Linked DNA regions of Mus musculus: regions 2, 3, 4, 5, 6 and 7 are each linked to region 1. A link is a contact called in public HiChIP or PLAC-seq data. All regions are on one chromosome and are shown on one strand. Each heading gives the region's core, a stretch centred on a gene start, on an enhancer-like site or on the middle of the called end of the contact. The rest is flanking DNA. Distances are from core to core; before and after follow the strand shown.

Region 1 (3,335 bases), core at 614-3,113:
AAGGCCATTTTCGGAGCCTCTGCATGCAAGGAAAGTATGGGAAGACAGAAAGGATCTCCCAGAAGGGATAATGTGGGAAGCAGAGGTGTCTTAACATTCATGTTTCATTCCTGAATTCAGTCCCAGAAACCCCATGGCATGTGTGCATCCACCAACACCACCCACACAAACACAAATGTATGTATGTATGTATGTATGTATGTATGTATGTATGTATGTATGTAATAAGGGTCAGTTTGGGTTGACTACCTGACGTCAGGCCCAGAAAGGGGTCAGATTTTCTAAGGATAAAATCATTTTTTTCATTCAACCAATGTTCGTGGGGAATACTATGGATATGCCAACCATTGTGTTGGCTGTTGGGGACAGAAAGTGACTGAATCCTGGCCTGTCCCCTGAAGATCCAATGCAATGAGGAAGGGTCATGGTAAATAAATAAATAAATAAAGAAAGAAAGAAAGAAAGAAAGAAAGAAAGAAAGAAATAATAAAAGGAAGCAGCAGAAGTTTGAAGAGAGCTAAATTTAACTAAAGGGCTTGAGACAATTCCCAGGATCACAATTGGCTTGAGCAGGTGTCTGCCAGGCATAAGGTACCATAGCAAGCATAACAGTATTTCTTTTCTCAGTGCCCAAGCAGACATTGCTAATCTGTTCCAGAGCACATGATCTCAATGTGGCTAGTATACTGAGCCAGGGAAGCAACGTGTAGGAAATGAGGCACCCCATTAGATTCTCCATGCTGCTTCCCATTGAATCTCTACCCCAAACATGTTTCTTACATGGCAGAGCTGAGGCCTCAGACTCAGACAGTCCTGTGTGAGGTCACAGCTATCTTAACTCCGGTTCAGTCTCCCTCTGCAGAACTGCTTGGCTGTTTCAGAGTATATAGTCTAATTCCACAATGTTATTTCCTGCTCCCTTGAGGATCAGCTACCTCCCACGCCCATGAATACAGGGTCTCGTAGAGCTTTTTCCCGGTAGCACCTCTTTCCTTTTGGCATCCTCTTAAGGCTTAGATGTCCATTGAGTGCTCTAGCATGGATTAGTCATGTCTGCCAGGATCAGGTAAAAAAAGCAGTGGTGTACCTGTTAATGGTCTTTCTAAGTCTGGGCTCATGAAGGCATTCCCTTTAACTCTGACTTTGTAGGACAAAAACAAAAAATTCCTCTCACCCTAAGGTGAGCTTTACTAACAGAGCAGAGGGGTTCTTATGACATGACATGTTTACCAAATGAGAGCCACCCTAGAGCTGAGCCTGGCGTCTCCTGGGTCTTTGATTTGCTCTGGATCCCCAGGGTCATTCTTAGCTGTGTGTCTGCCTGTTCCTGCAGCCGCTTCTTATACAAAGCAACTCCTGTCCCGATGAGGTGAGTGCCACAGCATCAGAAGGGCAGAAAGCCAAGAAAGTCTCAAGTCTCCTAGGAGCAGAGGCACAGATCAAACACAAAGCCATCCTGGCCCCTCCTACCACTCCTCTCACTGGTTCTTGGCTATTTTTCTGGAGGGGGCGGTCACCGATCCTTCCCCCCATATCCCAGACCTTCACACCTTAAATGACAAACCAGCGTGTATCAACCGCACCCCCCCTGAAAAAATTCCAGCAAGATATTAATAGATAAATAAAAATAGCTTCCTTGAGAAAGAGGAAGCCACTCAGCGAAATGATTCGTTTCTGTGCGTAAACTCATGAATAATCTTATGCGCAGTCCCCCCCCCCCCCAACACAACCCCCCAAGGAGCCAGCTTGGCTTTGGACTCCAGCTCCTCACCCTTGTCCCACGTTCCTTCTGGAAGGTCACCTCCAACCTCCTCCGCAGCCCAGAGCCCGGTGGCTCTCGTGCTAAGTCCTAATGTCCCCTCCCAGGACCACCCTTCCCTTTCAAGGAGACATTTCGTTTCTGGTGCTATGGAAACGCGTGGACATCTGAATGAAAGGCGGGGCTGCACTCGGGAATCACCAAGCAGGAAGGAGAGTCGATAAGATAATGGTGTGTGTGGGGGTGGGGTGGGGGTCTCCAGGCCTTGGCTTTGTGAACCAAACCAGCGACCAGCTTCTGGCTTCTTTGGTGTCACATTTTAGCCTACCAGCTGCCTCGGGAGCAAGATGATCCACTCTGCCTTTTTTTTTCTTCTTCTTCTTCTTCTTAAAAAAAAAAAAAAAATAAGATTTATTTTTTTATTTTCCCTCATGTGTTGAGGGAGGAAGCCCTGACAAGGAGGAGTGACAGCCCGCTAATTATTCCCTTACTGCCACTGCTGTTCTGGCTCTGGACGCGCTGCTCATTTCTCCCGGCTCCTCGCTGAATAATGCATGCGCCCCATCCGTATGCGGGCGGCGCCTCCCGGGACTGCAGTCTAACTAGCTGATAACTGATTCAGTTTGTAAGCAGGGCCGCTGGGAGTTGCAAGGAAAAGTAGCCAAGAACATATTCAACACTTCTCTCTGGTTCCTGGCGAACATCAAGGAGAGGCAGGCTGGCGTGTTGGTGGATGTGGGCGGGTGGTCCTGGGAGGGTACTTGACCCCACTCGAGAAGGACGGGCCTTGGCTCTGGCTGTGAGAGAGAGGGTGTGATCTCAGGGAGGCTATTAATGCTAAACACAGTTATGGTTAGTCAACATCTTAGTATAGACAGCTATGGTCTAAGGTTAGACTCTAAAAATGCATCCTTTTGTGGTAGAGTGATTCTCTTTACACAAACTACGACAGTTACAGAGTCTTAGGGACACTTATTTATCTAGCATCGTGGACTATGCCTGGCAGTCTGTCATAAGAACCCAGGAACAGCAATTCGTTGTACCAGCTAGCTACTATACTGCTACTACTACATGATAAGTGGTCTCCGCAGATCACTGGTCACAACAGCGCTTACTGCTCTTTTTGGTTTAGGGGTCTGGGGAGCCCAGGCTTGTGCTAAGTTCTGCAGTCCCTTCTGGGGCTCAGCTATAGGCTGCAGGCTGCAGGCTTCAGGTCTGAGTCAGACCTGTCCTGAGGTCTCATGGCAGGGCCTAGGCAAGAAGGGAGAGCTCGTGCGCCACAGAAATACAGACACACACTTCGGACCTCTGTCTTTGACGGCATGATGTCTACTAACAGTCCGGTTAGTAAAGCAAATTCCATAACCACATTCGTCAAAGAGGGGCTGGAAGGAAGGCCAGCACTGCCCACCAGCCTGGCCTCTTTGCAGATCTGCTACAGGGCACATAGCATCCCTTACTCATGCTGCTGCCCCTGGCATTACCAGGACATGCTGAGGTTCCTGCACTGTGTGGGGTAACCTGGAAGCACTGCTCAATTGTTGACCTGCTCCCAGCAAGCAGGTGGGTCCAGCCT
Region 2 (3,335 bases), core at 471-2,970, 470 kb after region 1:
GGAGCAGATGGGGTAGCGCCAGGAACCCATTTGCCCCGCTTCTGAAGCTGGGGTTGGGGGCAGTTCTCTGGCCCAGGGGACACCCTCCCCCCAACCCCCATTCCACCCCCAATCCCCGCTCCAGGATCAGGAGCGATTCTGAGCACCTCCAGATGTGCAGCCCCGCCCTAGATGTGCTGACGCAGCGCGGGGCCACGTGGCGGGACATTGGCTCACTTGAGGGGAGCCCCGGGAGTGTGGGGTTACTCATCCTTGCCCGTCGCACTCCACACCCGGAGACGCCTCCTGGAAAGAGCGCTCTGGGGAGGCAGCAAGGCTGCGCCCAGCTCAGCGCAACGCTGGCGCCGAGAAAAACAAACCGGCTTCCAGCTTCCAGCAAGTTCTCTCTCTGCCCTCGATCCCTTAGCCCCTCCCTGCAGCAGGTGGGGGCGTTTTCCTGGCGCGACTCCTCTCCGCAGTGGGGTGTGAGCGCCAGCGATCCCCGACGCCTGGAGGCCTGTGCTCGGGAGACTGGGACGAGAGTGGGGAGGCAGGGGTCCCCGGAATCCCTCTGTCCAAGAAATAATCTCGTTCGCGTCCTAGATGAAAGAGGTCTAGACCTTTCCCTCTCAAACCCCCAGCTTCTGCAGAGAGTAGTGTCTCAGAGCCCAGGAGGGTTGAGAAACCGAGCTAGTGAGTTCTAGGGTCACCCCCACACCGTTTTAGAGATGCCATGTGGGCTTCAGAGTCCGTCGTGTCAAACTCAAAAATCTTTGGCTGAGTGACCTTGGACAGGCCGCTAAACCTCTCTGGACCTCCTTTTTCTCGTCTTTAAAATGGGTTCTTACCACCTCGCAGGACTGTTGTGCCAAAGCAGTGACTCCCCAAGGATATGCAAACAGCATCCAGAGCGACGTCGCGATGAGAGTGCAGAGATGCCCTGGGTTTGAGGCTGCGCTGGACGCCCCAGGTCTGGGATAAGGCCCATAAGTGGAGGAATGGTAAGGGCTGGGCGTGTGGAGGAAGGGAGTCAGAGAAACCACCCGCTACCCCACCCTCCATGCCTGGGCGCAGTCCCTATCCCAGAGAGTTACCTGCTAACCTTGTGGGTTGGTGTTGTACCGGAGTCCCCACGCCCATGTGCATCTAGCTGTGGGGGAAGGGAAGGGTCTTTGTTCCCCCTCAGACCGTGACTACCAGACCCTGAGCATCCTCTGTGTTTCCATCCCCATGGTCCATCCACTGGACCCTCACATCTGGTCATTGCGGGTTTGGAGCCCCGTCACCCACTCAGCGCGGGCCACCATTGCCCTGGGACTGTGGGACACCCCACCCCCACCCCGTTGCCCTCCCGAGGATCAGGTGCGCACGGCGGGGAGTGAGAATGGCGACCCCGGCTTACCTCGGCTCCTCCTCGCTCCTGCGGCTGGAGTGCAAAGGGCTCTTTGTGCCCAGCTCTTAACAGAACTGGGGGAGTCCTCCCAAGCGCCTCCCCTCGCAAACTCCTCCCCGCTCTGGTCCGCAGCCTCCCTCCCTACGGCCCCCCAGCGCAACCGGCGTCGTCTTCGCGTTTACTGCAGCGCCCATGAAATTTTAATGCAGGAGCGGCTGGCGGGCGGAGTTGCCGCACCCGGCCTCGGGCGTGGGGGTGGGGTGGGGCACACGAACAAGCACCCATCTTGCGGACCAGGACTCAAGCAAAGAGATGTGGGGTGCACATCTCTCCCGCGCCTCACAAAGGGGCTACTGCGAGCCTCAGCCTCAGCATCCCCCCCCTGCGGCGCTGCCATAGCAACGCTGGCCAGTGGAGAGGCGCGCGACGGTCGGAGGCGCGATCGCGGACCTGGCGCCTAAGCGAGAAGCACTGCCTAGAATCCCAGAAGAGGACCCGGTATCCGTGCTTGGCTCTCAGGGCCGGGGCGTGGTTGCCGAGGAACTCTGTTAGGAAGAGTCCTGGTCAGGGCGGCGGCAAGATTCGAACCCAAGTCTGTGGCAGAGGTCTCTAATTTTGGCATCTGCTCTGCCTGCACTCCTTGGCACCATCACGAGCTTTACAGGGATGCTAAAGAGTCGCTAAAAACCTTGGTTCTGTGATGCTCCAGACCAGCGCCATCCACACCTTTGAGACCATGATGTAATTGTCATCTTCTAAGCCCCAATATAGTGCCGCTGGATCAAAACTTGTGAAATGGGACCACCAGTGCCTCTTCCAGTTGAGGAACCCCTGTGCTAGAACATTCCACCTACTAGTCCTCAGCTTAAATTTCAGCTCGGATCACGCCCTTGACCAGATGTGGCCGTATGGGCATGGGTGTTTCCCCAAACTGGTTCTCTATTCTCTTCCAGTCAGCGGGTTAAGTAGGGGAGAGGCACCCAGCATAAGATGGCCCTTGGGCCCCAAGCTGTTCTCTTCAATAAGCTAGCTCACCTTTTGGGATTTTGTTTGTTTTGTTTTGTTTGTTTGTTAAACTTTTTTTTTTCTTTTTTCCCCCTTCCCTTTCTCCCTCTTGCTCTGGCTCGGCTCCTTCCGGCCCCTGCTCTTTCCAGCCCATAGGTTTTTTTTTTTTTTTATTTGTTTCTCATTACAGATGGTTGTGAGCCACCATGTGGTCGCTGGGATTTGAACTCAGGACCTCTGGAAGACCAGTCAGTGCTCTTAACCACTGAGCCATCTCACAAACCCACCTTTCATTTCTTTTTTTTTTTAAATAAATTAAAACACTTATTTAGTATGATTGGGTGGGCACGCCGTCCACAGTGGGCCTCAGAGGACAACAGAATGGGCTCTCTCACCTCCCACCATGTAAATCCAGGGGGTGGAACTCAGTTGAGGTCAAGCTTGCCAGCATGAGATCTCCCTGGCATGCCCTCACTGCTCACATACAGAGGTGGGGAGGAGGAGGAGGGGGGAGAGGAGGGGACGGGGAGGGCTGCACACAGCCTCCGTGAGGGACCCATGTGAGATTTGAACTCATGCTTCCAGGTTCTGTCATCTTCACATCCTTCTCTCGATGATTCACATGTCCAATGTGCCAGCTGGAGGCCAACAACACAGGATAACTGGGAGCACCAACACTGCCTCGGATACTTCCCTGTCAGGGATGCTCCTCTCACACAGGCTGGTTAGAAAGCCAAGTGCTTGGTCCCGATTCCTAGAACAGAGCAGCTGACCTTGGCTTCCCCTCCTGACCTGCCCAAGATACAAGCCAAAAGGTCACAGAGCTCGGCAGTGAACTGGGACGGAGCACATTGGTGGCCTCGTTCTTCTCTGAGAATTCCAAACCATTCATATCAGCTACTCATCTCCTTGCTATAATGGAAGACCGGACAAGACCAACTTAAGAAAGGAAGGGTTT
Region 3 (3,335 bases), core at 609-3,108, 370 kb after region 1:
GGGACACAGGACCTCAGAGTTGTGAAAGAAGCTCAAGACTAGACAGAGATACTCCAGGCACAGTGCACCCCACTTAGGTGTCACACACCCCAGGTTCAAATCCTCTCTCTTTTATTCCCCCTGAGCTTTTTCTCTGAGCTTCAGTCTCCTCCTCTGAGAAATGAACACTATACGGACCCCAGGGGACCCCAGGGGACCCCAGGGGTGCCAGCCTTGGGGATGCTGGCCCCAGGGATGCTGACACTGGTGGTGCCAGCCCTGGGGGTGCCGACCTCCTGACGTGTGCTCAGGAGTAAATGGCTTACACAGTGACAGGCTCGCCAAGCCCCAAACTTCTGTCACCACTGTCCTTTCACATCACGGTTGGGCTCAGAGGCCCCATCCCGACTCCAACCCATTAGCAGCTTCTGCCTCTACTCAGGAAAGCCTTGTGGATGCTCAACCCTGCTCACAGCTAACAGCAGGCATCCTGGGAGGGACTAGTTTTGCGCCCAGACATCCAGGTCCTCTGCACCCTTTGTCCAGAAATCTCTTCTCGGGCCTTTGTTCAAACTCCCCAAATGCCATGGGTGCTATAAAGACAGTTTTAGAAAAGTCGATTACAAAAAAAAAAAAGAAAACTTGATTACACCCACATGTCTGGGGACAGAAGGGAGGTGGCAGCATGAGCCCCAGCATGCCCAGTCTGGGCAGGAGGGCTGTTTCACTGACTGTATTCCTGGCATACAGGGAGGCCCAGAGCCACTAACTTCAATGTAGGCCCAGCACCCCACAGGACCACTCTGCACTCAAGGCTGCCTCTCTCCAGCCTACCTTGAGGCACAGTCTCTGTGAACTCCACTTCCTCATGGGAATCAATATAGGAATCATGAAGATGCCAGGGAACAAAACCCTTCACTCAAGGCCTGGCACACTGCCTGTGCCCAGCCATGGGTCAGTCTGCTGGGGACAAATCAGCCTGGGCTGTGAGCCCAGCTCCATGGTTTTCAGTTACTTAGCAACTTGGGGCAGGTGCCTGTCCCCCTTCCAACCTCAGTTTACCCCTTGTATTCTCCAAATACTCCCTCAGCCCATTGGTGTGGTATTCTATTCTGGGCCCTGGGCGGTTCCTCTCCTAACATTCCAGGCATTGCTGCTACTGTGTGACATATACACATACACACACATGCATGTGTACATACATATAACACATGTGCGTATGTGTAGACACATTACCAAAAAAAGACGATTACATACTTATAACACATGTGCATGTGTACATGCACATACACACACAAACATGTGTACACACACACAAACGTGTACACCAATAGGCACCCATACACACATGCATGTATACATACAGACACACAAACACACATGCACATAGCATGCGTACACATACAAGCACATGCATGTATACACACATACATACATATGTTCATACATACACACACATGCATGTATACATGCATACACACATGCATCCCTCTTCTGAGCCTCCCCTGTCACATTCTCCATCATAGGCCCATCCACAAACCCTTTTCAGTGTCCCCCGGGGACCGGCAGGTGGGAAATGTCATTTTGGATCCATTACTAGACCTCTAAGGCACTTGGGAACAATCAATTGCAAATTCAACTTCCATCTGAGAAGGAGGGGTCGGAGCACAGTCACCAAGGAGCCCTGGGCCTGTGCCCCAAGATGCAGGGTACAGCAGCCCCGGGGGCAGGACGGGGGCAGGTGCCACCACGCCATGTCTTTGGGTTTCCCTGCCTTGGCTGGTTTGAATAATTCATCGATGTTGAGTCTCCTGGGCACCACTGTGCTTGGTGAAAGCACGCCAGCCGCCGCTTGCCTGTTAAGAGGGCCCCCGCCTGCTGCCTTTTTCTGTTAATCAGGATTAATGAGTCAGTGAAGAAGCACACGGACCCTGGGCACAGACACTGGCAGCCAGCTCTCCGGGCACAGCAGGCCTCAGAAACAGCTCCCGCCTGGATGTCCTCGGGCAGTCTTCAGTGGCAGCCATCAGCCTGTGGATAACAAGCCCTCACCCAGCCTGCCAGACCCTAGGCCTCTCTGCTGGGCCCCTAGAGCTCTAGGGACAGGAAAGGAAGAGAGAGGGCCCCAGTGAATTGAGCTTGGCCCTGTGCCCTGGCAGCACGGATGGATAGGAGGGCAGGCTCTGCATCACACACAGTAGGGCCATGGAGACCCTCCCAGCCCTGAGCTGGTAAAGATTCTAAGATGCCAGCTTCCCATAAAAGACGGCTATGGAGACGCCAGAGCCCTCCCCTGTGCCTGGCTCCTTGACAGCTGTCACTCACGCAGAGTACAGGGTACAATGTCCTCTGCGTGTCGCTTGCTGACATGCCTTCCTTTCCAATCCCCTGCCTTGAAATGTTCAAACAAATGGACTCAGGTTACGCCACCAGTGTGTTAAGCGGCCTTGGGCAAGTAACTTAACGTCTCTGGGCCCCCATTACCTACCCAGGAAATGGAGGAAAGTTTGTTTTAAGTATTACTGAGCCAGATTTGGTGGCATAAACCTATGGTCATAGTCCTCAGGAGGCTGAGAAAGAAGAGGAGAATCACCAGCCAGCAGTTTGCTGAGTGCGGCCCAAGGCCAGCGTCTTTCCCAGTCGACAATGTCAAACACAGCTCCGCATGGCTCGTGCTGTCTGCTGCACCACCACTGTGTATGCCAGCGTGGTGGTGTGCAGAGCGGGGCCATGACACCTGGTGCTGGCTAACTGTGCCCTGTCACAGAGAGAGACCTATAGGGGAAGGGAACCAGGGTGTGGCAGATAGCAATACCACATCTATCAAATCCACCCTCAGAGCAAAGGCATGGAGCAAGGGTTTGATTTCCCATTTAAAGTCTGTAGTTGTTAGCTGTTTGTACTGTATCTTACCAAAGTGTCCTTCTGCACTGGATTGGAAATGTTTTACATGCCTACCAGTCCCTTAGCATAGCTAGCTTTGTCTGTGTGTATGGGGCAGGGTGTGTTGTGGATAAACTGGTGTGCACTGGAACCCAGGCACACAAACCCACTGGACTTTGGTTACAATGTTCTCTCTGACTCAAGGGCTGAGCTGGGACCTCAGAGTCTGTATTCACACATGGGCTGAGGTTGGCCCACATTCCATTGCCTGCCCTGCCTTGGTCTAACACAGCTCTACCACAAGAAAGTCTGCCTCCCAATTAACCCTGGGCAACGGAGACACCAGAGCCTCTAGACACATAGTTCGAACCCACACCCAAGCCAGAGGAAGGCTTAAGAGTCTCAGGCTCAATAGTATCCAACAGCCAATGCATAGACACCAGGCCCTGTGTGTGAGGCACTGGGATGCTCTG
Region 4 (3,335 bases), core at 463-2,962, 370 kb before region 1:
CCCACAGATCACCTGCTTGTCCAGACTCCAATCTCCAGTTGCAGAGCTTCAGGCATGTGGATTGCATAAAAGCAGAACAGCTTTGCCGCTCAGCGCGTGCACGCGCACACGTGTGTGTGTGTGTGTGTGTGTGTGTGTGTGTGTGTGTGTCTGTGTGTGTGTGTGTGTGTCTGTGTGTGTGTGTGTGTGGTGTGTGTGTGTGTGTGTGTGCGTGCATTTTGAGACAACGGTTTCTCTGTGTAGCCCTGTTCTGTAGACCAGGCTGGCCTCAAACTCAAAAGATCCAACTTCATGCTGGATTGTCAGCATGTGCCACCTCTGATAACCAACATCTTCATAATGTCTCCTCATAAAGTCCTCTGAGGCACAGCTGAGCTTCTCCATGGTGGCAGGCAAACCCTAAGACTCCACACTCGGAGGTCTCACTAATATGGAAGGGGTGGTAACTGCTCTGCCCCCCTACTGAGGCCCCCTACCTCAGTAGTACCATGTCTTCCCCCCAACCTCCAGCTGGCTTTGTGTTAGTGCTGTGGACATGAGGGGTCTCCAGGAGCCTGTGGTGTGTTCCTTCTAAGTGTGCTTGACAGCAGTTGGGGTGTCAGGGGAGCCTGACCTGTAAATCCCCGGGTGGAGCAACCCTGAGGTCAGGGCTGTTCTACTTCACCAGAGACCACTTCCCCTACACTCCTGCCCAGCATTGCCTATCTGGCTGAGGACAGTATCTGTTGGCGGTCTAGTGGGCCATGAATTCAGGATCCTGTTAATATGGGATCTATTGGGATTCCAGTCTTCCTCTCAGCCCCTACTGAGTGACAGGCACAGCTTTTCTACTCATGAGGTTGAGGTCTGGATCTGTGCATGTTAGTGCTGTCCATGGTGGGACTTCACTGCCCTAGATCTCACATCTCATTGCGATCTACCCCAAGGCTCAGCTATGCGGCAGCCATCATCTCAGGATGCTGGGAGGTGGGGAAGTGCTGGGATGAGATGGTGACCCTGTGCTTGCTCGGAGGCCTTACTGTTGCTACCCGTCTCCTGCTAGTGAGCCCTGCAAGTGTGCTTGAAACCACGGAGTCTTAGCATGGAGCTGTCTGCTCACACTCTGCCAGAGGCCATGCTGGCTGAAGGGCTTTGGCGTCTCGCACATGTACTCCGATGCCTGCCCACCCACCCCCGTTACTGAACAATAGGCCCCAAATGAAGCTTGACCCCTCTGAGCCTTGGTGTCCCGCCAGTGAAAGTCTGGATTGTCGACACTAACATGGGACATGGCTCTGTGACAAGGAAACATGAAAACAACACTTCGTGCCCTGGTTGGGCTCTTAGCTAGAGTCACCAGCCAGCGTGCATTGCCCAGGACAAAGGATTCCTGGGAGGCCAGACTTTGACTCTAAAACCAAGACAGTCATGGACAAACAGGGACCGTTGGTCACCCTGTTACAAGAGTATAGCAGTTTTCATCTAAAGACAGATGTAAACACTGGGCCATTGTATAGGAGCCAGGCAGTGCTGTAACCTGAAGCCAGTCTCACAGGGAGAACTCAAAGTGTTCTTTCCATACAGTGCTCCGTTCTCCCCAGACTGCCATGGACAGGTACATCCAGGCATATTGAGCTTGCTGCAGCCAAAGACGCTTTCCCAAAGGTGTGCATGTATGCCTGGCCCTCTGGCAGCAGCCTGCAATGTTCCCACCGGTTCATTCTTGCCACTCACCCCCAGGCTCCACCCACAATGGCCTCACGCCAGATTCTGAGACCAGGTCTGCTTTGAATGACTGGAACAGAGCAGCCCAGGATTTAACCCATTCCTGGCTTGAGTGCCTCCTGCCGTTAACCATTTCCTCCCCCCTGCCTGTGGCTCGAGTGACCCAACAACAGCCTCTCAACTCTCTCCCATTTTGCGAGGAAACATTTCTGCTTTATGACTGCATGTGCTTTCTCGTCTCTCCCGTTATCTTAATGAATTAACTGGGTGCCCATTGCTCCCTGGCCCCCCCACGGTTTACGAGCTGTTCAGCGATCACTGCGATCTTCGTCAGCTTCACACAGTTGTTGTACCGGTTCCTATTACAGTAATTGGCATGAACTTTATTCTTTTGCAGAGAGATTCTTTGGCCCGCTGAGACTGCATAACCATCTGCCATAAATTGAGACTAGTACGGCTTATTTTGGTGAATGCAAAATTGGATCCCATTCTTTACTCTGTGGCTTGATTCAACTTCCAGATGGTTAATCCACATGAAGTAATAGGAATGCACCACAGCTCTGCTTAGCTGAAGATGGAGACGTAATATTTATTTGCTGATGTGGAGGCCTCCAAACGCTGCCCTGTCGGGATGTCAATATATAACACGGCAGCACAGAAATGTCAGCTTGTTCTGCAGGAACGACAGGCTCCCCTGAGTTGCCATGGGGGGACCCCTGGGTGCCTACTCCCCCCTTCTGTCCTTGACCTAATCTCAAGAGGTTTTTATTCTCTCCTGGGCTGTTTCTTATCAGCTAGGTCTGCCTGTGTAGCTGGCTTCACATCTGCTTTGACTTTAGTGCCTGTGACATTTTCATTAATACTTCTCCAAGGTTGAGCCTTTATTCCAAATACCCTGCAGCTCCCAGAAGCTAAAGCTCAGCTGTGCCCAGCTGGGGGCTGCTGGGAAACTTGGCCCCTGAAATACCAACAAGTCTGCTGTCCCCACTCAGATGAGCTGATCAACACTTTTTAATTGTTACTGATCATGCTCACCTGCTATGCTGAAGGATGCAGAGGCAGATCTTGGGGTAGGGGGGAATTGCTTTCACTCTGGGGAATATCGACTGCCTCTGTGTGTATGCTCCGTCCTGTCCTAGACTCCTCCTGGGTCTCAGCATGTGGTGCAGGGAAGCCTGAAGCCCTGCATCTCACCACCTGGGAGTACTGACTCTTCAGGGCTCCCTGTACCAGATGGGTCCAGCAACCCAGTTTACCCAGGGCTGCTCTGGCTGAGCCCCTATCTCCTCTGTACCATTCAGAGCTGGGCAAACTGAGACAGTTGCCTACCCTATGGCCCTGTCTACTCTAGATCTGCAGAGAGAACCTCTGGAGCTCACTCTGAAAGTCCTACATTGTGGTGTGTTCTGTGGTGACTCTGACAGGGCCCATGAATTTGGCAACCACAGTAGTGAGTCTCAAGTGACTCCATGGCCTGACATCTCGTGTGCCTTTGGGTTTAGAGGGAAGACTTGATGAGAAATTAGATCAAAGAGAGTCTACACATGGGAATTAGACTTAAAAGGAGCTAGTAAGAACCAAGTGTATTGGCGCACACCTTTAATCCCTGAACCCAGGGTAGAAGCAGGCAG
Region 5 (3,335 bases), core at 374-2,873, 350 kb after region 1:
TCTACACTACCTCTGCCACTAAAATCATCTTTCTCAATGAAGTCTCTTTCCAAATCATCTGGGAGAAGCAGTCACAGGTGTTCTGACTGACAACTAGGACCCAGGCCCCTCCCATGAACCCAGGCCCCTCCCACGGACCAGGCCCCTCCCACCCCAGGTGTGTGCTTAGGGAGACACCTGTCACTGCACTATGACTCTCTATCTAGGATCGGCTCCTAGCCTAAGACCGGTTATCAACTCACAGACACACAAAAATTCCTTTTGCTATAGAAAGGAACGTGTGCACAAAGTACTCAGGTATGAGGCATGGTCACCTCTGGGGAAGGTGGAGGTGACATTATCTAGGCCACAGCACCCACTCAGACTTGAGCAGCTGAGGCAGGAACAGCAGCTGGAGCCACACTGTGCCCTGGAACCCACCCCTGACTGGATGGCTTCCATGGCCAATAATACCGATGCTAGCCAGCCTGCCATGTGACAGGGACGTCATCACTCCTGTGTCCCAGCCAACAGTCTGATGACCTCAAATATCAAGCCTTCCCGATTGCCCGTTCCTGAGGGCAGGAGAACCCAACCCATCTGCGTCTTGATGAAGGAGTCATTGGGGTTCATAGGGTTCATAGCAATCCAAAAGCTTAACTGAGTCCCCAGACAACCACCAGGATGGTGACAGAAGAATCGTTCACTACACACATCTCACAAGACATCACTGAAACCTCAAAAAGCTCACACCAGTCGATATTCATTGCACCCAAACTACAGATGAGGAAACCGAGACTCGGTGAGTAGACATCACTGGCAGATTCTGATATCCACGCCAAGTCTCTGACACCAAAGGCTCTCCATCTCCCCAGCCCATCCTCAATTGGTCTACTCTGCTTTCCCTTCTGAGTTCCTACCACACATCCACGCCCACCTGCCACCCAGCCACCTGGCCATCACTGGTAGAGCCAGGATGGGCTGCTGAGTCAGGCTCTGCCTCTGTGTGTGACCTTAGGCAAGTCCATTCACCTCTCTGATTCTTCCTCAGTAGATAGGGAGTGTGAGCAGATCTGCTGAACACAGCTGGGAAGAGCAGGGAATCCTGGGATACCAGATGTTAGCATTTCTTCTAGGCTCCACCCCACAGTTACCTGGCAACAGCCAGGTGTGCTGGCCTCAGTATAAAAGGGGCTGCCTGCCCCCTCCTCAGCCTCTTACTCCCTTACTCCCATTCCCCTCCCCTCCCTTCTCTCTCCATGTTCACGGCCAGCCTCTACTACTCTCCCTCTCCCCCTTCCCTGACCCTTTCTCTCTACCTTTCTCTGTCTCTACTACCCCCTCAACTTCCCTCTCTGTGCCCTAAACTCTAATTCTATACTATGGTACCTCAGGGGAGAGGTGCACACCCACAGAGGCACCCACTTCCCCTGCACCATACCATGCCTCTACCAAACGTATCCCTGGGTTGCCTTTCTTTTTTATAAAACCCAACACCAGAGTCCCCAGGTCTACCCTGGGCCACTCTATGACCCCTCAAGTCTCCTGTCTGCAGCCCTCACTCTTCTGCCTCCCAGCTGATGAATCCAGAACCAGGTCTCATCTATCTGCAGTCCAGTTGTGTTAGGACTAATCTCGCCCCTTGTGGCGAACGGGGCCTCGCCCCAGGCATCACAGCAAACACATCCAGTGCCAGGAGGGTTTGATCATGGGAGAATGATGTCATTTGTCAGCGATGTCCGTCCGTGGTCCACGGCCCGATGCATTTGCATTCGGAGCTGGAAGCAGAAAGACCGGGTAAGATGCAGAGGAGGAAAGGGGGTCTGCCTCTGAGTGACTGGCATGAATTATTTCGACCTAACTTACTAATTAAGACCCTCATTAGCAGCCCAAATTTGTGATAGATAGGCAGAGGACCTGGCACAATGGTTTAATTTAATGATTCCTTGCATTTACTTTGTTAATCATCTTTAGTCTGATTTAATTTATGCCGATGTGACTGTCCTCATTTCTAATTAAGGCACTGATGGTGGGGACACCCGCCATCGCAGAAGAATTTCAATCAAGTCGCGCACAAAAGCAGATACCAGTGCTTACGACCTCCGAGATGGCAATTTGCAAAACCGGCTGCTTGTTGTTTTATTTCTGCCTGAAAGGTTGGGGAGGGTCTGGTCTTTGCCTGGGGCAGATGGTTCTCGCTAACCACAAACCTTTATAACCATCGATTTTTTTTTAAGGCTCTGAAGAAGAAAACAAACAAACAAACAAACAAACAAAACCTTAGCACTTAAGTAAACCTTTCCAGGATTTACACACAAGGGAGCAGGGTCCAGAGAGGTTGAGGGGCTGGCCCAAGGTCACACAGTAAGTTAGCAAGCTTGGGAGGAGATCGTTTTAGAAACACTCTCACATCACCCTCCAAACCCCATGACCACCCACTTGGCAGACACAGCCTGATGCCCACCCAACAAACACACACACACACACACACACACACACACACACACACACACATACCTGACAGCTGCTAAGAGCCTATGGCCTGCCTGGTACTGACTTTCAACTCCCTGTGAATTCTAAGCAGTCCATGGTCTGAGTGTACACCTGATGCATGGGGCTTTCTCATATCCATAAACCATCCACACAGGGCAGTGAAGGACCAGACCCCACCCTGCCAGTCAGGGACATGGGCTCCAGCAGCAGAAGGCTGCCTAAATTCTCACAGCCAAGAAGCGAAGTTTGAACCCAGTCCACATGACTCCAGAGCCCACCCTCACGGGTCACCACTGCATGTCGGCAGCGTTGACATACCTGCTATGGCCAGTGGGTACCAGACTCAGTGAGGTACCTCACCTGATAACCACACTTCCATCCCATCCTGTGCTGAAGGCTCCCAGTCCCAGCCCTGGAAGGCAAGGATCAGAGAAATCATGTGATGTGCCCAAAATTGCACAGCAGGATACCAGTGGCCAAGCTTGGGGCCTTCCCTGACTTCCACTTTCTGACTCTGCCCCTCCCCCACCCCACCATTCCTGCATGCTGCAGTGTCTACCCACCTTCCCACCCACCCCACACCCACCCCATTCTAGTTCCTAGAACTCACCTGTGGGCTCCACTGATGGCCAAGGGTTCCCTTTATGCGTTTCCTTTTTCTAACGCCTTGCTCCACCCTTATCCCTTCCAATCCCCCAACACTAGGTAAGAGAGGAAGAAGGTTGGAGGAGAAAGGAGGTGTCCATATCAAGTTAAGCTGCTTCCTGCTGATTAGGGGCATCCTTGGGGCAAGTTTGATCTTCATCTTCAGGATACCAGCAACCAGCAGGAGGAGAAGGAGCAGGGGGAGCAGCAAGAAGAGG
Region 6 (3,335 bases), core at 296-2,795, 330 kb before region 1:
GAAAGTGGCCTCACCTCTCCAGCGTGGGGAGTTTCCATGATTCTCTCTGATTGTGTCTGCCTGCCTGCAGGCCAGCTCCTTTAGAGGTGACAGCTGGGGAAGGACCTGCTTTGTCCTGGGTTCACAGCAAGGGGCTGCACTAGGGGGCCAGGTCCAGCAGTGTCTGCCTGAATGACTGTTCTGGGCAGGGGATCAGGTATAGGAGAGACAACAGCACACAGCGAAAGTGTTTTGTGCTTGTCTCGGCTTCCCTGGGATTGGCTGGTGGGTTTGCCTTACTCAGGTGATCAGGGTGGGAGGCATCGCTGCCACTGAAGAACACGACAGAACCCCAGAACACAGCTCTGTGTTGTCTCCATTCATGAAACAGGGTTAAAGCGAATGCTCTAAGATGGGAGAAACTTAATGCTTGTCTTTAATGGTCCTGTTCTAAGACATCTCCCAGCTGAGAGAACTGCCCAGAGAGGTCAGGCAACTCAGATAAGATCACACAGCATAGCTTCCAGTGAGCCTGCCTGAGGCCTTTTCTTTTTTCACGGGGGTTCGGGGTGGGGAATGGGGGACAGAATCTCATCCAGCTGAGTTTTGTATGGACCAAAGCCAGGTTTCAAACCAGAAATTTCCAAACCTTTCTAGAGTGCCCTAGGACGCACTACCCCGCCCCCCCCCAGGACCTTTCAACCCATGCTGTGCTCACACTCAAAGATTGGTCTGGATTCTGGGGAGGCCTTGATGGCGCTCATCCCTCCAGAGGAGAGACTGTGTTTCAGGCCCAGCTCTCGGGCTTTTTCTGAGCTGTGTGGCGTCTGACATCCTCTTCCTCACTCTCTGACGTGGAATGTTTTCCCCATAGAAGTCCTGTGAAGACTGCATAGTGTTAGGTAACGATGCGGAAGCATAAGCTCTGAAGCCAGACCTGGGTTCAGACCCTATCAGCTCTTCTTCCTACTGTGTGCCCTTGGGTACTTTACTTAGTCTCTCTGTGCTTCTATTGAGGCTAATAATAGTTCTACCTCAGTGAGCTGGCCTTCGGGAGCCCCGCGCACAGCTCCAGCCTTTATTGACGGCCTGCTCTGCCGATCGCCTTTCGTATGAGACCTTCAGAGATGTAAGGCATACTCAAAGCAGTGTTTTCACTGTCCGATCTGAGGGGTCGGGGAAACCGAGGCACGTCGCAGTGTCATGCCATCCCTGCAATAAGGATTCTGCCTCGCCATCAGGCTGGAGGGTGGGGAGACAAGCTGTGTACAGACCCTCTTGTTTGAGCCTGTTGGACAGACCTCATGCAGGCATCGGCGGGCTGGCGGCGGCGCTGTCAGGCACTGTCAAGCACTGCTGGTCGCCAGCAGCTGGATGCACGGAGGTGTTTTTCTTCCTCCTGACAGCAATACCCGGCTGGGAAGCGGTCCCTGGTGTGCGTAATGGTCACACATTCCCCCCCCCCCCACCCCTCGAGATGGAGGAATTCATGAGTTACCCCCGACCCTAGCCTCCCAGTTCTGGGCAAGGAGCCAGAGCCAGCCATAAACAGTCTGGGAGCTGACACTACACCCGCAAAACTCCAGTGTCTAGCACCTCAGGTGGGGCCTCAGCAACCTGCAGAACGGGGCTGAACAGGGAGAGTGATCAGGGAGAGGGGGGAGGCAGAGTGTTGACAGACTGAGGTCTCTCTCTGCTGCTGCTGATGGGTGTAAGGAACGGGGAGGCCTGCGTTGGATCCCCTGTGCTGTGTGACCTTGGGCAGGAGCTCCACCTCCCTGATCACTGGTTCCTTCCCCTGTAGACAGGTGGACTCCTGTGATCTTCTCAAGGGTGGGTATTGGCTGAGCAGCGGAGAGGTGGCAGAGAGTTTGGGGTACTGAATTTGGAGGGAAGGGATGGTTCTCTACCCTCAACACAGTTATGAACCCCAGCGTTCATGGCTGCCATCTGGGCTGTGGTGGCCTCAGGGAGACGTCCCCCAGGGGAATTTTGGCAGCATCTAGATACATCTCTGGTTGTCACCCTGAGTCCAGCTCCTCCTGGAGTCTACTGGATAGAGGACTGGCAGGCTGTTAAACGTTCCACTGTGCGTGTGGTGTGACCCCTTTCTACAACAACAACAACGACAACAACCAAAACTCATCCAGCAATACACATCAGTAGTGCCCAAGAAGCTGAAATACCCCCGGACAGCAAAGAGAGGCCTGGGTACAGGATAAACCTCAGATCATTCAACAGGTGCACACCAAGCCCTCACCAAGCAGTGGGGCCACAGGGACAGCCTCGATCCGGTGCAGTCTGCCTTTTAGGGAAGGAGATAGGCCACTGACAGCAAAACCAGACAGAGTCTCGGGATGAACCAGCCTGGAAATGAGGAGGGATAGGCACAGTGTATATTACAGGGAGGTCTGCTGTAGATGGAGACACATGCTGAGTTCTGGATGGTGAGAAGGAGTGGACTGTGGCATTCTGGGATATCAGATCAAAGCTGCTGATACCCATGGTGTAAGCACTGGAGCTGATGCTTCAGCCGCAGACTTTCTGGATCTGTAACACGGCTTCCCGAGTCTCGAAGTCAGCCAAGTCCAACAGTGCAGGCTCAAAGTAGTACAGCTCAGAGAGTTCAGAGATGGCTGGGGCGGCAGTATTTCATTGTGGGTGTGATGGGAGCCGGGAGGTTTTGGACTCTGGAAGGTGAGAGCCTGCCGTGTCACCGTAGATTTCCAGTTAACTGGGGCTTATTTGAATCCAAGGTATCCAGAACATTTTCTTCGTTCCAAGCTAGGATATTGGTTAGGGAGAGGGAAGGGGAGCTGGGGCACCAAGGCAGTCTAGCATGCCTCACCCGGGAAGTCTGTTGTCCTCTGCTCAGGGGAAGGTAGGATTTATGTGCTGGTCTGGGTGCTGGCCTCTTCTGTTCCGTCCCTCAGCCATTGTTCCTGAGACCCAAGGAGGTCACCAGCAGGAAGGCACAGGCTCCACCCAGGTGGCTGCCCTTGGCTTCCACCTTCTAGAAGCTTCTCTCTCTGTGTCTGGCAAAGGACTGTGAACCTGAGGCCTAAACCTCAGTCTACAGATAGGGAAATCGGGGCTCAGCAGTAGATCATGCGCTGCCCAAGAGCATTCATCTAGGAGGGATGGTAGGCAGACTCACACCGGCTCTTCTGAGCCATGCTTAGGGGAGGGCACAGAAGTGCTCTCCCACACTCCCTGCCTTTTAAGAGTACAGTTTTTGCCCAGTGTTCCCTATAGGCAACAGGGCTGGACCTAGAGCCCTAGGTATCAGTGCCAATGGAGTGTGGCTGGGGCGAAGCCAGCCTTATCTCCTCACTGGGCCTCGGGTATCCAAGACA
Region 7 (3,335 bases), core at 442-2,941, 290 kb after region 1:
TTGAGAACGAAGGCTAAACCTCTGGGTCATTTACTCAGAACAGTGGCTCACAGCCTCTGTCTGTTTCATTTCCCTGCAGATCAGAGCTCACACCTCTGAGATGAGACAGGTACAACCCAGGTTCCAGAACTTAAAACACAGGAAAACTGAGGCTAACCCACATTCTGGACAACACACATCTCCATGCAGGTGTCCTATGACCCGGAAGTGGATGCAGGCATTTTCCACTGACAGCTGTTGGGAAAGAAGCAGCTTAGGCCATAGAATGCTTTTCTTGTCTTATGGCTCAGGATATAGTTGCAAGGTGGTGGCTACAGTTTCAATTCCTCTTTTTTTGTGGAATTTTGCACTTGAGTGTGACAGTGCTTTTTCCTCTGAGTCTCCTGTAGCCAGTCAAAATATGTTTTGCTAACTCATGGTCTTGTGGAGTTTCTCAGGATCAAGGAAGTCATAAACCCAGGCACCGGGCTTTAATGATGAGGAGTCAGTGAAAACGTATTGCTCTCAAACACAACTTTTGAGTATCGCCCTTTCTCTGCCCTCCCAGCTCTGTTTCTCTTGCCCCACCCCTGTGTGTGTTTCTCTTCCTCTCTCCCTCTCTTCCCTTCCCTGTTTCTTGCTCCTTCTCCCCTACCCTCTCTCCTCTTCCTCCCTCTCTCCTCTTCTTTCCTCTCTCCTTTCCCCCTCTACTCCCTCTCTCCTCCCCCCTCTCTCCTCTTCCTGCCAAGGGGACCAAGAGATAAGCAGTGTTCTACAGAGGCACAGTCCCCAAACACCCAGGGAGTGTCTGCACCTGCGGGTTCCAGTCCGGGAGGCACTGGAGTCTGCTGGAGGCAGAAAGCAAGGATGAATATGGATCAGAGCTTTCTGCCATAGCATGGTGGGAGGAGGTCTAGATCTGCAAGTAGATAGCGGGCTGCCTATTTGGTAGCTTCAGTGAACTTTAGGTAGGGGCAGTCCTGGGTTACCCACTGCCCATCTGTGCTAGCTACTTTTATGTCAACTTGAGACAAACCTAGACTAATCTGGAAAATGGGAATCATAACTGAGAACTTTCTCCATAGGACTGGCCTGTGGGCAAGGATATAGGGTATTTTCTTGATCGATGATTGATGTGGGAGGGAGGGAGCAGCCCTCTGTAGATTACGCCATCCCTGGGTAGGGAATCCTGGGTGGTATAAGAAAGCATGAGCAAGCCATGGGGAGCATGCCAATAAGCAGCATTCTTCTATGGTGTCACTTCATCTCCTGCCTCCAGGGTCCAGCCTTGAGTCCCTGCTGACTTACCTCAGTGATGAACCATGATGCAGAAAAGTGTAAGGTAAAATAAGCCCTTCCCCTTCACAAGTTGCTTTTAGCCACCATGTTTCAGCACAGCAACAGAAACCCCAGCTAAGTAAGTAAGGCTCAGGATGACTCAGCGCAGGCTGACTCCCGGTTGAGGACAAGGCCCCCCAGGTGGTAGAATCCTGGTAAAGTGAGCAGGTGGGTGGGGTCGTGCTGGGATCCAGCTGGTTTGCCCCTGTCTGTAGAAACCAGCTGATCTGGAAAGAGCAGTCTATCCCCAGGCCCAACAGTCCCCAAGATGCCAAAACACAGAAAATAAAATTACGGTTTAAAAACCCTAGTGAATACTTCCCAGTTCCCTGTCTCCGTTCCTCTTTCCTCCGCCCATTCTGATTCTCTCCTGCCTCTCAGAGACTTGCAAAGAGATCTTAATCACGTGCACTCAAGCGGTTATAAAAGAGCTGAGAAAGATGCCCGGGAAGGGTGGAAGAACATCAAGAGCCACCAGGGAAGGAGAACCCCACTGATGGGCGACTAGATGCAGTTTCTGTCCACCAACGAGAAGCCCCATCCCTGCAGATCTGTGTACAGCATCCCTCCCCTGCTCTGGTACTGGTATCTGCCCGATCCCCAGACCTTCCACCGTCCCATGGGTTGGCTGTTTTACCCAGACCTAGAATTACCCAAATCCCCTTAAATACATGGTTGCAAATGAGGACGGTGGGGTGTGGGGGGGAGGGCAATAATTGTGACAGTAACTCACAGGGCCAGGCCTGACACGTCTCTAATTGCCTGCTAAAATTGTCGCTGTCTCCTAAAGTGCAAATTATCACCCGAAATGACAAGAGTAATGAATGAGGGGACTCTGATGTAATGCAACAATTAGCCCTCAAAGACACTGTCTAATGCGGAGAGGCAGGGCTCCCACTCCTCGTTATTAAGTGCCTGATAATTATTTAATTATCTATCTGCCAGCATGATTACTTGGTTTATTTAGCTGCAGATGTGGGCAGGAGCGTTAGGGTTTAAGGTCAGAGGAAGCCACCCCAACGCCGGCCACCACCTAGGCAGCTTGGGTGTTAGGGGCTACTCCTTGTCTGACACCCCTAAATGGCTCTGGCAGCCTGAACGCAGGGTCAGAAAATTGTTCCTTCTTCATACCCGGCTCTGACTCAGAGGCTGGGGCCCTGGAAGACCAGCGCTGAGGAGCTCGGTGTTCCTCATTGTAGGCAGGAGGACATGACTATCCCCACCAACCTGACTGGTGCTTCCCCCAAGCTGGGCACAGGGCCAAGTCTCACAGCAGAGTAAGCTCATGTCATCATCTTCATGTAAGGAGACAGTGAAAGCTGGAGAGGAGAGCAGGAGAGAGAGAGAGAGAGAGAGAGAGAGAGAGAGAGAGAGAGAGAGAGAGAGAGAGAGAGAGAGACTCTCGACCAAAGTCCCAGGGTAAGTGGAAGGTTGAGTGATCTAGGGTCCTCTCACTATCCCAGAACCACTTGGCCAACAAGAGGGCATCGACACATGGGTGGGTCCAGGCTTATGCTTGGCAGAGCATGGGTGAGGACTGGAGAGGGTCAGTACCCCCTCTTTCATATCACAAAATTAATGATGGGCAAAGAAGGAAGGGACCTGACCCATCTGCCCATTGGAGGGTGCTCCAGGAGGAGACACTGTGGGCTGTTCGAGGGGCTGGACACCAGCAAAGGTGCCTAGGAATTATAAAGGTTCAGCCCTCCGGTCATCTGTTTCCTCATCTGTGAAGACAGACATCTTGTCAGGGATGGGGGATGCTGGAGACTGGAGCAACAGGAAGACTAAGTCCTTGGGGTAACCACAGCTCACAACGGTAGATCACCCTACCCCGCCTCAGCCAGGACAGGACATGAGCACACAAAGATGACAGATGTCTGATGTGATGAAGATGCTGATCACCCTGGCTCCATCGTTATGCGTGACACGCATGTATCAAAACACCACACGGTATGACACGAGTATGCATAATCATTACACGTCAATTAAAATAAAAATTAAAAAAAAAAAGCCCT

Evidence for each region. HiChIP or PLAC-seq counts read pairs in DNA pulled down with a chosen protein or histone mark.
Region 2: a contact with region 1 is called in an H3K4me3 HiChIP or PLAC-seq map of embryonic stem cells, with 3 times the contacts expected there. The contact joins the promoter of Miat here to the promoter of E130006D01Rik in region 1. A contact is called at or near these places in 8 of 115 datasets of contacts at active chromatin or transcription factors (the NIH/3T3 cell line, astrocytes, differentiating embryonic stem cells and 3 more).
Region 3: a contact with region 1 is called in an H3K4me3 HiChIP or PLAC-seq map of embryonic basal ganglia, with 4 times the contacts expected there. The contact joins the enhancer-like site here to the promoter of E130006D01Rik in region 1. A contact is called at or near these places in 4 of 484 Hi-C or Micro-C datasets (LSK cells, cortical neurons, nephron progenitors and 1 more) and 12 of 115 datasets of contacts at active chromatin or transcription factors (craniofacial prominence, differentiating embryonic stem cells, embryonic basal ganglia and 9 more).
Region 4: an H3K4me3 HiChIP or PLAC-seq map of embryonic basal ganglia shows a contact between it and region 1, with 4 times the contacts expected there. The contact joins the enhancer-like site here to the promoter of E130006D01Rik in region 1. A contact is called at or near these places in 10 of 115 datasets of contacts at active chromatin or transcription factors (craniofacial prominence, embryonic basal ganglia, embryonic fibroblasts and 6 more) and 2 of 9 other capture datasets (embryonic stem cells and embryonic trunk).
Region 5: an H3K4me3 HiChIP or PLAC-seq map of embryonic basal ganglia shows a contact between it and region 1, with 3 times the contacts expected there. The contact joins the enhancer-like site here to the promoter of E130006D01Rik in region 1. A contact is called at or near these places in 1 of 39 promoter capture datasets (the SN4741 cell line) and 6 of 115 datasets of contacts at active chromatin or transcription factors (embryonic basal ganglia, embryonic forebrain, embryonic hindbrain and 3 more).
Region 6: an H3K4me3 HiChIP or PLAC-seq map of forebrain shows a contact between it and region 1, with 6 times the contacts expected there. The contact joins the enhancer-like site here to the promoter of E130006D01Rik in region 1. A contact is called at or near these places in 1 of 39 promoter capture datasets (pre-B cells), 1 of 15 datasets of contacts at CTCF or cohesin (the NIH/3T3 cell line), 8 of 484 Hi-C or Micro-C datasets (cerebral cortex, cortical neurons, embryonic stem cells and 2 more) and 11 of 115 datasets of contacts at active chromatin or transcription factors (craniofacial prominence, embryonic basal ganglia, embryonic fibroblasts and 8 more).
Region 7: an H3K4me3 HiChIP or PLAC-seq map of embryonic basal ganglia shows a contact between it and region 1, with 5 times the contacts expected there. The contact joins the enhancer-like site here to the promoter of E130006D01Rik in region 1. A contact is called at or near these places in 1 of 39 promoter capture datasets (the SN4741 cell line), 1 of 484 Hi-C or Micro-C datasets (cortical neurons) and 6 of 115 datasets of contacts at active chromatin or transcription factors (astrocytes, embryonic basal ganglia, embryonic forebrain and 3 more).

The regions. Positions count from the first base shown.
Region 1 is chr5:111,759,865-111,763,199 of GRCm38.p6, forward strand. It overlaps E130006D01Rik (RIKEN cDNA E130006D01 gene), which reads right to left and starts at 1,864. Exons shown (of 4, transcript NR_045834.1): 1 at 1,772-1,864.
Region 2 is chr5:112,227,228-112,230,562 of GRCm38.p6, forward strand. It overlaps Miat (myocardial infarction associated transcript (non-protein coding)), which reads right to left and starts at 1,721. Exons shown (of 7, transcript NR_033657.1): 1 at 1,382-1,721; 2 at 1,074-1,129; 3 at 828-987.
Region 3 is chr5:112,132,028-112,135,362 of GRCm38.p6, forward strand. No RefSeq gene overlaps it. Among named protein-coding and RNA genes, the nearest start is that of Gm30032, 13 kb to the left of the region's middle. Within about 2 kb of position 1,859, at least 54 of the 459 cell types and tissues checked have an H3K27ac peak or open chromatin away from gene starts, as enhancers often do. A contact at or near this core is called in embryonic basal ganglia, embryonic brain, embryonic forebrain and 1 more, where this site is marked.
Region 4 is chr5:111,392,284-111,395,618 of GRCm38.p6, forward strand. No RefSeq gene overlaps it. Among named protein-coding and RNA genes, the nearest start is that of Mn1, 23 kb to the right of the region's middle. Within about 2 kb of position 1,713, at least 83 of the 459 cell types and tissues checked have an H3K27ac peak or open chromatin away from gene starts, as enhancers often do. A contact at or near this core is called in craniofacial prominence and embryonic basal ganglia, where this site is marked.
Region 5 is chr5:112,108,753-112,112,087 of GRCm38.p6, forward strand. It overlaps Gm30032 (a long non-coding RNA gene), which reads right to left. Exons shown (of 4, transcript XR_880589.2): 3 at 2,791-2,884. Among named protein-coding and RNA genes, the nearest start is that of Gm30032, 10 kb to the right of the region's middle. Within about 2 kb of position 1,624, at least 29 of the 459 cell types and tissues checked have an H3K27ac peak or open chromatin away from gene starts, as enhancers often do. A contact at or near this core is called in embryonic basal ganglia, embryonic forebrain and forebrain, where this site is marked.
Region 6 is chr5:111,433,101-111,436,435 of GRCm38.p6, forward strand. All of the region lies in intron 2 of Mn1 (meningioma 1), which reads left to right. Among named protein-coding and RNA genes, the nearest start is that of Mn1, 17 kb to the left of the region's middle. Within about 2 kb of position 1,546, at least 24 of the 459 cell types and tissues checked have an H3K27ac peak or open chromatin away from gene starts, as enhancers often do. A contact at or near this core is called in cortical neurons and forebrain, where this site is marked.
Region 7 is chr5:112,048,565-112,051,899 of GRCm38.p6, forward strand. No RefSeq gene overlaps it. Among named protein-coding and RNA genes, the nearest start is that of Gm30032, 71 kb to the right of the region's middle. Within about 2 kb of position 1,692, at least 20 of the 459 cell types and tissues checked have an H3K27ac peak or open chromatin away from gene starts, as enhancers often do. A contact at or near this core is called in cortical neurons and embryonic basal ganglia, where this site is marked.